3 separate regions of the Pan troglodytes genome follow, and regions 2 and 3 are each linked to region 1. Evidence: chromatin contacts called from public Hi-C and HiChIP or PLAC-seq data. All regions are on one chromosome and are shown on one strand. The core of a region is the stretch at or near the end of the contact, and the rest is flanking DNA. Distances in the headings are between cores, read along the strand shown. Region 1 holds the start of EVA1C (eva-1 homolog C). Region 2 holds the start of CFAP298 (cilia and flagella associated protein 298). Region 3 has its middle 16 kb from the start of TCP10L.

Evidence for each region. A called contact is a pair of places that touch in the nucleus more often than the background predicts. HiChIP or PLAC-seq counts read pairs in DNA pulled down with a chosen protein or histone mark.
Region 2: a contact with region 1 is called in an H3K4me3 HiChIP or PLAC-seq map of stem cell-derived excitatory neurons, with 4 times the contacts expected there. The contact joins the promoter of CFAP298 here to the promoter of EVA1C in region 1. A contact is called at or near these places in 1 of 7 Hi-C or Micro-C datasets (induced pluripotent stem cells) and 1 of 1 datasets of contacts at active chromatin or transcription factors (stem cell-derived excitatory neurons).
Region 3: a Hi-C map of stem cell-derived neural progenitor cells shows a contact between it and region 1, with 1.9 times the contacts expected there. The contact joins the enhancer-like site here to the promoter of EVA1C in region 1. A contact is called at or near these places in 2 of 7 Hi-C or Micro-C datasets (blood and stem cell-derived neural progenitor cells) and 1 of 1 datasets of contacts at active chromatin or transcription factors (stem cell-derived excitatory neurons).

What each region holds. Positions count from the first base shown.
Region 1 is chr22:33,119,235-33,123,317 of NHGRI_mPanTro3-v2.0_pri, forward strand. EVA1C (eva-1 homolog C) reads left to right here and starts at 2,385. Exons shown (of 8, transcript NM_001071812.2): 1 at 2,385-2,544. The coding sequence starts at 2,385.
Region 2 is chr22:33,321,167-33,325,249 of NHGRI_mPanTro3-v2.0_pri, forward strand. It overlaps CFAP298 (cilia and flagella associated protein 298), which reads right to left and starts at 1,902. Exons shown (of 7, transcript NM_001350328.1): 1 at 1,381-1,902. The coding sequence starts at 1,519.
Region 3 is chr22:33,276,407-33,280,489 of NHGRI_mPanTro3-v2.0_pri, forward strand. No RefSeq gene overlaps it. Among named protein-coding and RNA genes, the nearest start is that of TCP10L, 16 kb to the right of the region's middle. Within about 2 kb of position 2,380, at least 11 of the 24 cell types and tissues checked have an H3K27ac peak or open chromatin away from gene starts, as enhancers often do. A contact at or near this core is called in stem cell-derived neural progenitor cells, where this site is marked.

The DNA.
Region 1 (4,083 bases), core at 1,135-3,634:
AAAAGACGGAAATGCTCACCAAAGTCTCCAGGGCCCTGAGCTCTGGCCTGCCGACCTCCAGGTCCCCTGGCTCTTCCCTTTGCTCTGCTCCAGCTGTCTAGACTTTTCTCCATCCTTCAAGACAGCCATGCTCCTTTTGGATTTCAACATGCTGGTCCCTTTTTCTAAAATGTTCATCCTCTCGCAACACCCAGGTTTTGCTAGTTCTTGCTTGGCCAATTCATCCTCTATCTTTCTCATCCATCTTGCCTTAAAATGCTCCTGAATATCTCCCTTCCTCCCTCGGGCTCAGCTCCTTCATTCCTCGCTTCTGCTCCCACGGTTCCTGTCTTTCGTGACTGTCCGTTCACGGGGCATTATTTTCCAATGTCTGTCTTCCCTGCTGTAATAGTAACTGTATGCATTCATGCACTGGAGTTGCTTCCATCTTTTGGCCATCATAAATAATGCTGCAATGAATATTGGTGTGCGAGTATGTTTGAGTCTCTGCTTTACCAGGTAAGAAAGCCTGGGGATGCTGTCACAGTGAGTAACAGTGCCCACTTAGACATTTGGAAGCCAGTGCAGACCCACAGGGCAGTGCTGCCCACTCCCAGGACTCGGGAGCATGGCTGCCTCCCTGTGCCAACACTGTCAGTCACTAGCGCAGAACCTGGCACACGTTGGTACCAATTCATATCTAAACTGGATGAATGAACAGACAGAATGGAAAGTACAGGAGGGACCCGAGTTTTGGACAAACATTACTTACCCTGTGGCTCCTAAGTGCTGGGCATCCTTACCCACACTCCCAGCTTCAGTTTCCCTAACCTAGAGAGCGCACACTAATATTTATGTTCAAATGTTATTGGGGAGGTTGAGTTTTTATTTAATATTTGAATGTAGATTTTAAAAATCATTATGCCAGACAGGCTGGGCCTCACTCGATAAACACTGATGTTTAGCATTTAACACACCTTTCCCCAGACTGGAAGAAGAGGCCGAGATCCCAATTCGGTGACCCAGCCCCTGCTGGAGTACTAGGTGGTATCTAATGCCATCCACCCTTCCGGGATCTTTACGGCCCACCTCTGAGTGGGTCCCACGGGGACCCTCAGCCGCATTTTCTTTCTGCAGGCCTCCCTGCACACTCCGGGGCGTTCGCAGCTCTGGAGCCCGCGGGGCAGTGCGTCCGGCCCCGCCCTGGGCCTCATTATCTACGTTTCCGCGTCACGCCCGCCGCGAACTTGGCAGGACCTCCCGCCGGGTTCGGGAACACTGTGTGCCTAGCGCCCGCCCTCCTCCCTTCCGCCGGCCCCGCGCGGTCCATAGGGTTTGGGTCGCTGGGCGCCAGGTACCCGCACCCGGCAAGCAGCCACGGAGCCCCTCGCGCACTTGTCCTCGATACCCTTGAGTTGGGGCTACGCAGGCCACTCCTAGGCCACTGGCTGGGCGTCCGAACGTGGGTCACCCCGCACACAGTCTAGAGGTTCAGAAAGATGCTGTGGCCCACTTTAAAACAAAGCCCAATTATTAGCGCTCGGCGGCTGTTTGCGCCGGTGCAGTGTCAGATCCCCCAGCGCTGCGGACAACCAGCACCCAAAGGAAGCCGAGCTGGAGCTAAAGATCCCGGCTCCGGAGCCATCTGACCGGTTTTGAGACCTCCAGCTCGTCGCCGTCCTGGCTGCGAGAGCTTGGGCACGGCGCCGGGGCTCAGTCTCCGCTTCTGTGAAATGGCGATAACTGTATGTGCCGGGTGACTGCACGTGGCGCGCGGCGGGTGGCGGGGATGGCAGCGGTGCGATCCCACGCCTCCAGGACCCCACCTTCCTGCGGCCCCCGATCGGCCCCGCCCCGGGGGCGCCCCAGCTGCACGCGCGGCGCTGGCTCCAAAGTGCGTCACGGGCACCGGCCGCGCTCCTTCTGCCGCCAGGGCGAGGCTGGCACCCGGCCAGCGCGGGCAGGGCCACGGGTGCCCGGCTGTTTCCCGGGTGTGGAAGGCGCTCAAGGTGCGCGGCCCGGGGCGCGCTACTGGGGGCGCCCTCCGCGGTGGGCAGCGCGCCAGGGATCGGCCTGGGCAGCCGCGGGGCGCGCGAAGGCTGCGCTTTCCCTACGGCCCCCCTCGCTTCCTCCGGCACGGCGGCAACGGAGATTTCCTCTCGGGGAAACTACGCGGATCCTTTTCGGGGATCCTCGCCCCGCCCCAGTTCTCCGCCCCCTCCCCTTTGCTGGGGCGCCTGGGCTGGCCCGCGCAGGGGAGGAGGCTCTGGCAGCCTGGGCAGGGAGGCGGCGGGGGGCCGCGGAGCCGCTGGCCATCGATTCTCCCCGCCATGTGACGCCGTCCTTAGCCCTGCGACCCCCAGCGCGTCCCGGGCCTGCGCCTCCGCCCCGCCGCGCAGCGCACCATGCTTCTGCCGGGACCCGCACGCCAACCGCCGACGCCCCAGCCCGTGCAGCATCCCGGCCTCCGCCGGCAGGTAGAGCCGCCGGGGCAGCTCCTGCGCCTCTTCTACTGCACTGTCCTGGTCTGCTCCAAAGAGATCTCAGCGCTCACCGACTTCTCTGGTAAGAGCGCCCTCCCTGGCTGTGTGCCCCCGGCACCGCGGAGCGCCCAGGTGAGCCCTCGACTGGGGGCAGCCGCCCCAGTGGACACGGCGGGGTAGGATTAAAGTTGAGGCAGGCTCACAGACACTTGTCTTGTCTGGTGTGAGCCCTTGGCATATAGGTGGCTGCAAGTGAAGTGGCGACGGGGGACTGCCACTCCCAAGAAGGAAGGGTGTGTAATGTATTCAGAGTTTCTCACCCTGCTGTTGACCTCGTCAGTTTCCTAGCATTAGGGACCTGGTCCTGAGCCACGCTCGTTCTATGGAGGCTCCTTAAACTGAGCCCTGTGCCGCGCCCAGCCCTGTAAAATACACGTGTTGTGGTCGGAGGCGTTGCACCGCGTTTGTCACCCGCGTAGCCCGTTTGCCCATGTAAGGAGACTAGCCCAGGGGACACTGGACCTCGAGTCCACATGGCAGGTAGAAAGGGAAGCCCGCGGGGACTGGAGGTCTGGTGGAAAGGCAGTGAGGGATGAGGAGATACTTAGATAAGAGAGAGGAGCCTCTCTGCCAAAGTGTACCAGGGTCCTCCCTCTCCAATTCCAGTTTCCTTCACAGAAAATAATGACTTCCTACTCTCGAATAAACTAGGAGGCTTTTCTTTTTGGGAATCGTGATCCAGGCTCTCGCAGCGGATCCCAGATAGTTCTGAGCTTACAGGTGTGACGCCCCAAAGTGAAAGGGATTTCTAGGTTGACGATAGCCATGGGAGCACATGCTTAAGTTAGCGCTGCAGTTGCTTAAGGTAACACATGTCCTTGCCGCTGAAGCACACCTGGATCTCCCTCTGGCAAGGCTGGAGGCCTTCAGCCTTCCCCAGCCCAGCTTAGGGAGCAGCTCTGAGCCCCATACTCCTCCTTCTCCAGGGATCTTCTGCCAAGTTCAGGCTTTGCACAGTCAGTCCCTATCGGGTCCTGCAGTGCAGAGTCTTTTGCAACATAATGGTGGTAAAGGGAGTCCTCCTCAGTCCTGTTTGTGCAGTAGGCTAGTACATAGCAAAGAACAAGGGCAAACCAGAAGTTGAGTTGGGGTTCTAGTTTACTTACAGAGAATGTCATTGTTAGTGGAGAGCCCTTAGGTCAGAGGTTCTTTGCTTTGAATATGTAATATCAAGGCAGTATTCCTACCTAGCAAAGGAAGCCAAGATAAGCCCATTTGGCAAGCCACCCATGGCCCTTAAAATCAAGCATCCCAGGATCAGAACTCTGTGGTAAGAGTTCTGGGGAAATGCATCAGACTTTTCAAGTGCTATTAACTTTTTTTTTTTTGTACTACTAGAACTTTCTTGGCTGCTAGAAAAGCTCTGTATTAGCTGATTTGAGCTATGGAAAGCAGTTCTGAGTTCAGCCACCATCTAGCTCTGAATTCTAAGGAAATAATTGAAAACTGACAAGCCTTTTTGTGTTTGTGACATCATTGCAACTGAACAAATATTGCTTTAGGCAAATTGCAGTGTAACCATTAGATTGTTTTCACAGATTATAGACACTTAGAGTTCTGT
Region 2 (4,083 bases), core at 652-3,151, 200 kb after region 1:
AGAAACTACACATAAGTTTCATGAAAAGAACCATGACCCTCAGGAATTTCTCCACGGTGCAAAACTCACATATTCATATAATGTAATCAATACATTTCATAATAAATCACATATTCATGCAATTTAATAAATCACATAAATGAATATACTATTTATTGCAAATAGTTACGTTTGTATATTCTATATATACACGATAGTTATATAAATAGTAATATCCTAGACCGCATCAGGAAGTATCATCCCGTCAAGTTCAAAAACTATGCTGTCTAATGCGGCAGCTACTCGCTCCACTTGGCGATTTAAATTTATTTAAATTAAAATGAGCCAGACGCGATGGATCACACTTGTAATCCTAGCACTTTGGGAGGCGGAGGCAGGCGGATCACCTGAGGTCAGGCGTTCGAGACCAGCCTGGCCAACATGATGAAACCCCGTGTCCACTAAAGATACAAATATTAGCTGGGCGTGGTGGTGGGTGCCTGTAATCCCAGATACTTGGGAGGCTGAGGCAGGAGAATAGCTTGAACCCGGGAGGCGAAGGTTGCAGTGAGCAGAGATCGCGCCACTGCACTCCAGCTTGGGCAACAGTAAGACCCTGTCTCTCACACACACACATACCATATATATATATATATAATTTATTTATATTTATATATAATATTTATTTATATTTATATATAATATTTATTTATATTTATATATTTAATTAATTAAAATGCAAATGTAAAATTCGGTTGCCTGGCCGCACTAGCCACATTCCAAATGCTCTACGGCCACAAGTGGCCGGCGGCTGCCCAATGGACAGCACAGATGGGGGCCCTTCCACCGCCGGAAAGTTCTGCGGCAAAGCGGGTGCCCTGGAACCTGCGCGGGGTAGGGAGACGGCGCCGCAACGCAAGAGGCCGTTTCCAGGGCGGGGAAAGATCACCAAGGCTTCCTCAACTGTAAGGGGCCGTCCCAAAGCCAGGTGGCTCGCTGCTTTACATCGGGCGACTAAAAATAGTAAATTCAGCTTTTAAAAGCCCACCTAGTTCTCATCTCACCCCTCACACGTGATTAATTGCACTAAGTCTGCTGTTCAGCCCGGCCTTTCGGCTCCCTCCTCCCTCCCCAGCCCATTTCCACTTATTCGCAGCACCCCAAATCCTGGCTCCGAGAGGCACCTGGGCCCACCTCCCAGCCCGGGGTGTCAGACAGGCCGGATCTTCTCCGGTTCCTTATTCATCTCCGGTTAACCCTAGTGTCCCGTTTCAACCCCGGCTGCTGCAAATCTCTTCAATAATCTTCACAAACCTGACCCCTCGGCCCACCCTGCCCCTCTTTCTCCATCCCACGCCGGTCTCTCGATCTGTCCTGGATGGGCCCACCCGCGAGCCGCACCTGAGCAGAGGCGCTGCACCTTGAGCCGCCCATTATAGACCCGGGCCACCTGCACCGTGAGCTCCTCCAGCTCGGTGCTCCCAGGCGCCTGCAGCAGGAACTGGCTCTCGTCGCCCCGCTTCACGTGCAGCAGAACCATGGCGGTCCCGCCGAGGTACTGAGGCGGTGAGAAGGCCCGGGCTGCGTGGCCCGCGGGTCCTGCCGGCCGAGGGTCGCCTGATCGCCAGCAGCGGCGACGCACTAACAGTCGCTCAGAGTCCGGAATCCCACGCTCCCTAGACCGCGGTGAGCGGGGGAAACTGCACTCGCTCCCGGAAGTGGATGTTGCCAAGAGCAACAGTGAAGCAGAGTTAAAAAGAGCCGCCAGCTCAAGCTCAGAACCCGAGTGGGGGAGGCTGGGGTGCACCGAGGCCCAGCAATCCACGCCCGTACGGAGCTGCGGCCGGGGAAACCACCCACACAGTCTGAGAGGACAGCTGATTCTGAGCGGACCCGCGGAAGGAGATTCGCAGAGCCCCTTCCCGGAAGTGACTGTTGTCGGGGCAACTGCCAAAACACAGACCAAGTCGCTGAAGGGGAGGGCGGACCTCCCAATCGACTGGTCTGGGGCCCGAGATTTCCACTCAGGGAGATACGTGGGCTGAGATGGGAGTTACTAGATGAGGAACGGGAAGTACGGCAGGAACCACAATCGCCGAGTTCCGCAGCAGCCGCCCCACAACCGCTCCACATTCCAGCGTCCCTTCCGCCGCTTTCAGTCTCCACTTCCGGCAACGTTTCCACGCTGTTTCCGGCCTGGGAAAGTTTGGCGGCAGCGACCTAGAACTGAGTCTTGCTGTTCGCTGCTGTTTGCGCGGGTCAGCTTTTCAGGACGGAGGGGCCAGGGCGAGTGTCCGCACTTCTTCGTTCAGGTTGATTTGGATGGCGTTGCTAGGGTAGCTCCAGCGGCTCCTGCCAGAGCGACCCTCCCGGAAATATCCAGCCATCCTCCAGCGGACTCTTGCTGAAGGCAGTCGGCGTCAGTCGCTGTTTATTCCGGGCCCCACAGATCCAGAGTCACTGCACTCATGGAGCTTATATTTTAGTGTGACAAAAAGAAAACAAAAATAAATGGACAGGCCGGGAGCGGTGGCTCACGCGTGTAATCCCAACACTTAGGGAGGCCGAGGAGGGCGGATCACCTGAGGTCAGGAGTTCGAAAGCAGCCTGGCCAACATGGTGAAACCCCTTCTCTACTAAAAATACAAAAATTAGCCGAACGTAGTGGCGCGTGCCAGTAATTCCAGCTACTAGGGAGCCTGAGGTGGGAGAATTGCCTGAACCCGGGAGGCGGAGGTTGCAGTGAGCCTAGATCGCGCCATTACCCTCCAGCCTTGGCGACAGAGTGAGACTGTGTCTCAAAAATAATAAATAAACAAACGGACAATACAAATTCAAATACAGATCTAAAGAAAACTAAACAGGTTGTTGGACTTCTTATGTTTGATGGTCAGGGAATGTACACCTTCTGCGATATTGGGAGTAATATTATCGTCTCCCGCCCTGAATATTTAGAAAAATATCACAGTGGGGTGTACACCCCTGCGATATTGAGAGTAATGTCATCCTCTCCACCCAGGAAATTACTAACAAGGTCACGGGGGGGTGTACTCCCCCTGTGATATTGGGAGTAATGTTTTCCTCCCCAAACCTGGATGTTAGCAACAAGATAACAGAGGGGGTGTACACACCCTGCGATATTGGAAGTAATATGATCCTCTCCCCCCCGGATACTGGGAAAAATATCACAGCGCGGGTATACATTTCCTTCGCTGTTGGGAGTAATATCATTCTTTTCCTCTCTGGATATCAGGAACAATATCACAGGGGTGGTGTACGTTTCCTTCGATATGGGGAGTAATATCATCCTCTCCCCGTTGGGATACTAGGAACAATATCCCAGGGGGGTGTCCACCCTCTGCGATATTGGGAGTAATATCATCCTCTGTTTCCCCGGATATTAGACACAATATCACAAAAAGATGTACACCCCCTGCGATATTGGGAGTAAGATCATACTCTCCTTCCCTGGATATTAGAAAACAATATCATCAGGGGTGAACACCCCCTGCGATAATGGAAGTAATATTTTCTCTTTTTTTCTTTTCTTTTTTTTTTTTTTTTTTAACAGAGTTTCACTCTTGCTGCCCAGGCTGGAGTGTAATGGCATGATCTCGGCTCACTGCAGCCTCTGCCTCCCGTATTCAAGCGATTCTCCTGTTTCAGCCTTCCAAGTAGCTGGGATTACAGGCATGCGCTACCACGCCCGGCAAATTTTTTTTTTTTTTTTTTTTTGTATTTTTAGTAGAGACAGTGTTTCTCCATATTGGTCAGGCTGGTCTTGAACTCCCGACCTCAGGTGATCCGCCTGATTCAGCCTCCCAAAGTGCTGAGATTACAGGCGTGAGCGATCGCGCCCAGCCACCACTTAGCATTTTCATTTTACATTTGTTGAAGTTACAGATTTATACACACATTGATTGCTGCTTTATTATACACTTGCATATACATAAAATGGGAAATAGAAAAGAATAAAATGGGTACAATATCCCTAAAGTTTCACATTCCGAAACATTTTTTAAATATTTGCTTTTTAGAAATTTGTTTCAATTAAGAAACTGCGGTATACACACACAATAAAGTATTATTCAGCCTAAAAAGGAA
Region 3 (4,083 bases), core at 1,130-3,629, 160 kb after region 1:
CAGCTATGCTCTGTGGTACAATGGGGAGAGAGGTGACCCCCTCACCAGGTCCACTCCTGGGGACTTGGGGAGCCATCTCTGATCGCTGGCACTTTGCCAGCAATTCCAATTATTTATTTATTTAAATTTGATGTTTCAGCCTCAGGGCTCCCTTGGACAGAGGTCCAGTAGGGAAATAGGCCACATCTTTACTGGACCTGCCCTGTGGAGGGGAGGCACATCTAGGTTCTACGCCAACTTGTGAACCAGTGCAATTCACCCTTCTCAGTTTTCTGGGAGTGTGGGGTCCTCCCCAACTTGAGTGCAGAGCACAGATCCTGGCTAGGTAATCCTGAGCCATGGGCCAGGACCCTGGGGTGCCAGGACCTGCTTGCAGCTCCCTTCTCCAGACCCTTGGGACTGGGTCCCAGGTGCACTATAGGATCTGAAGGGCTTCCAGGCTTCCAGAATGCACTTAGGTGGCACAAAGCACCCAGGCTGGGCAGTGGAGCTATGCTGTATACAGGCTTCTGCAGGGTGGCCAGGCAGGAGCCTTGGGAGGGGCTGGCAGGCAGGTGGCCTGTGAGACAGATGTGCCCCAGTCCCACAGGGAAGGTGGCCCTGCTTTCTCCCCAGTGGTTAGCTAGGGCCAGAGACTGTCAAAGGGAGATAGGCAGCCCTTGGTGGGGTTAGGCTCCGCCAAAGCTGTCCCTAGCATAAAGGTTCCTGGCACCATGCCTGTGGCAGCTCTGTCTCTGTCTAATCTCTGAAGACATCCACCTACCAGCTCAAATGTCCGTGGTGCGTGTGAGGTCTCCAGTCTCCAAGTCCCTTCACTTACCCTTTCCTCAGACACCGCTGGAGGCCAGGAAGCAGCCTTAGCATTCAGTTACCCGCACGGAGTTTCCAGCTTCCTCCCTCTTCAGCCTCAGGGTCTGCATCTTTTCTACATCCACATTCAGCATCTTCTTTACAAAGATCTGTTGAAATTATGTTGATTTAGTCAAAATCTCGGCCTCTCTCCATGGGAGCCACACTTCCCAGCAGCATCGAGTTGGCCATCTTAAGACCCAGTTGGTGTATAATTTTTAAATATTTAATAGAAACTTTAAAATATTTGAAAAATTAATCTTACATTATCACACTGCCCATTCTGAATTGTCAGCTTCCATGAGTGTAATCATTAGCTTAACTGTCTGTACTATGTATTCTTCAAATGAAAACAAATGACATAATTATTTGGAATAATTTTTTATAAAGGTAGACAACACGATGTTTCTGTAGTGTTATTAAATTACTAGTTATCTAGTTATCTAACTTGGACAGCACTTAGCAAGTTAGATAACTGACTTGATAGTTTGTAAAACTAATCTCATTGACACTTCTTCTAGTCCAGATATTATTTTCTCCGATAAACAACCATTGTTTATAAAATCACTGTCAAGGAAAGATTAAAATAGATTTAATGAACTAAAAGAGGTAGAAGGTTTGTTTATTAAGAGGAAGAGTTCAGAGATCTGAGCTCAATACGAGTATACATCTTAAATGAAATAAAGGGAATAATGAGAAAGAAAGAAGTCAAATGAATATCTAAACATGTTTCATCAAGGAAAATACAGGAAAAACATTTGCCTATATATTCATAAAGGCAAAATGTAAATATCTAATTAAAGTGCAGTTGTAAAGAAGGACAGGCAATACAGCTTTATTAACATACAGCTGCTTTTTCCTGGTTATCCAACATCCTTGATGAAGATTAGATTTTATCACCCACCATCTCCTCAGGGTCCACCTGCGAGGTGGTGGGTTTTGCAAGTTGACAAACACAACTGAACTTTATCTATTATTCACGTTGGGTTTCTGTATGAATTTCTGTGAATAAAGTTTTCTATTACTAAATTTTTAATAGTAAAATTGAGAACGTTTTTCTTATTGCCATTATTTTTTCTTTTCTTTTTATACAATTACATTATTTTACAGCGTCTTTTAATGCTGTCAATCTATAGAAGATAGTCAGAATGTTGTTGTATTTCCTTACAGGTTCTACTGACTTTGAAGTGTTCTGAAGTTGAAGGTTATGATTCTTTCTCATTTTGTTTCAAAACAGGGTCCCCATTTCCCTAACGTAGGATTCGAGGGCACAAGCAGAGGAGGAAAGGGGTGTCAAAGTCAGAACCGCCTAGAAGGCAACGAGAAGCAGAAGCGCAGGCCTGCGAGATGCTCATCAGAGTGACTTAGCTGTGGGCTGCGGAAGGCAACGGAAGGAACTCACGTCCACTGGCCGCATTCCGCTCCCCGGAACAGAGGACAGAGCCGAGTTTCTTCAGGCAGTGGCTCCGGCCAACTCTGCCCCACAGGTAAGGAGCGCGCAGCTGCCACACACCGCAGGCAGCGCGAACACAGACTCGGCCTTCCTACGGCGCCGGCGTGTTGAGGGCGCCGCCCCCGTCGCTGCCGGGAGCCCGGCAGGCCCGTGGCCTTCCGCCTGGTTCTCCCGCCTCTGCAAGCCTCGCCTTCAGGACTCCGCCTCGCCTTCCTCTTTTCTGTTGGACAGACTCACGGGACCGTCTGTCTGGATGATGTGTGCACATTTCTTACCACGATTCCTCTGCACACCAGGTCCAGGGACTGCCGCGCTGGGGACGGCACAGCTGAACTGTGCAGGCAGCGAAGGGGCCTCACGGGGACCGCTCAGCTCCCTGAGGGCGCAGCCCCCCTGGTCGGGGGGGAATAAACTTCCGCGGTTTTCAGTGACCCAGTTTGTGGCACGGCACAGGTTGAAAAGTTAAAATCTGAGCGCGTTACTTCAGAGATGTACTGTGAGCGGCTTTGTGCAGCGAAGTGACCTGTTTACCGAACAGCGCCCTCTGTAGCCCAGTGCTCAGAACGGGCCTATTCATGATGTTCCTGCGTTGTGTTTACAGCCTCCCTGTGAGGGGGTTGCGCGCACAGGTGGACCTCGTTTTATTGCGCCTTGCTCTATCGTGCCTCGCAGATACTGCACTTTTTTTACAAATTGAAAGTTTGTGGCAACTCTGTTGGGGCACCTCTATGGGTGCCATTTTTCCAACAGCTTGTGTTCACTTCATATCTCTGTGTCATATTTTTAATTCTTGTAATATTTCGAATTTTTTCATTATCATTATATCCGTCATGGTGATCTGTAATCAGTGATCTTTGATTTTACTTTGTAATTGTTTTGGGGAACCAACGACCGCACCCACGTAAGACAGAAAACGTAATAAATGTCACGTGTGTTCCGAGTGCTCCAATGACCAGCTGCCCCCCATCTCTCTCCCTCCCCTCAGGCCTCCCTGTTCCCTGAAACGCAATTGTGGGATTACACCATTAATAACCTACAACGGCCTCTAAGTGTTCAAGTAAAAGGAAGAGACACACATCTCTCACTTTAAATCGAAAGCTAGAGATGATTAAGCTTAGTGGGGAAAGCCTGTTCCAAGTTGAGATAGGCTGAAAGCAAGGCCTTTTGCACCCAGGAGTTAGCCCAGTTGTGAATGCAAAGAAAAACCTCTTAAAGGAAATTAAAAGTGCTGCTCTAGTGAACACATGAATGACAAGAAAGCGAAACAGCCTTATTACAGTGGTCTAGATAGATCAAACCAGCCACAGCGTTCCCTCAGGCCAAAGCCTACTCCAGAGCAAGGAACTCTCCTCAGTTCCACAAAGGCTGAGAGGAGTGAGAAAGCTACAGAAGAAAAGTTTGAAAGTAGCAGAGATTGGTTCATGAGGTTTAAGGAAATAAACCATGTCCATAACATAAAAGTGCTTCCCTCCAATAAAATGTCATGAAATAAGAACTTTTTACAAATGTGCTCATTGCTGATTCCCTAGCCCTAAAACAATGCCTGCCACATGGTGACCATTGAATAGCTACGGGATGAGGGGTCAGAAGGGGCATCAGGATGAATGATCACTCATGAACAAGGCAAAACAAAGGACATTTTCAGATGAGCCAAAATTGAAAGGGTTGATTGCCCCCATCTCTTCATGCCCTCAAGTAGAAGGAAATTGTGCCCAAGAAACGGGAAAGAAGCGCCCCAAATTCTGCATAAATTTAAAAAGTTTAAAGTAAACACTGGCTAT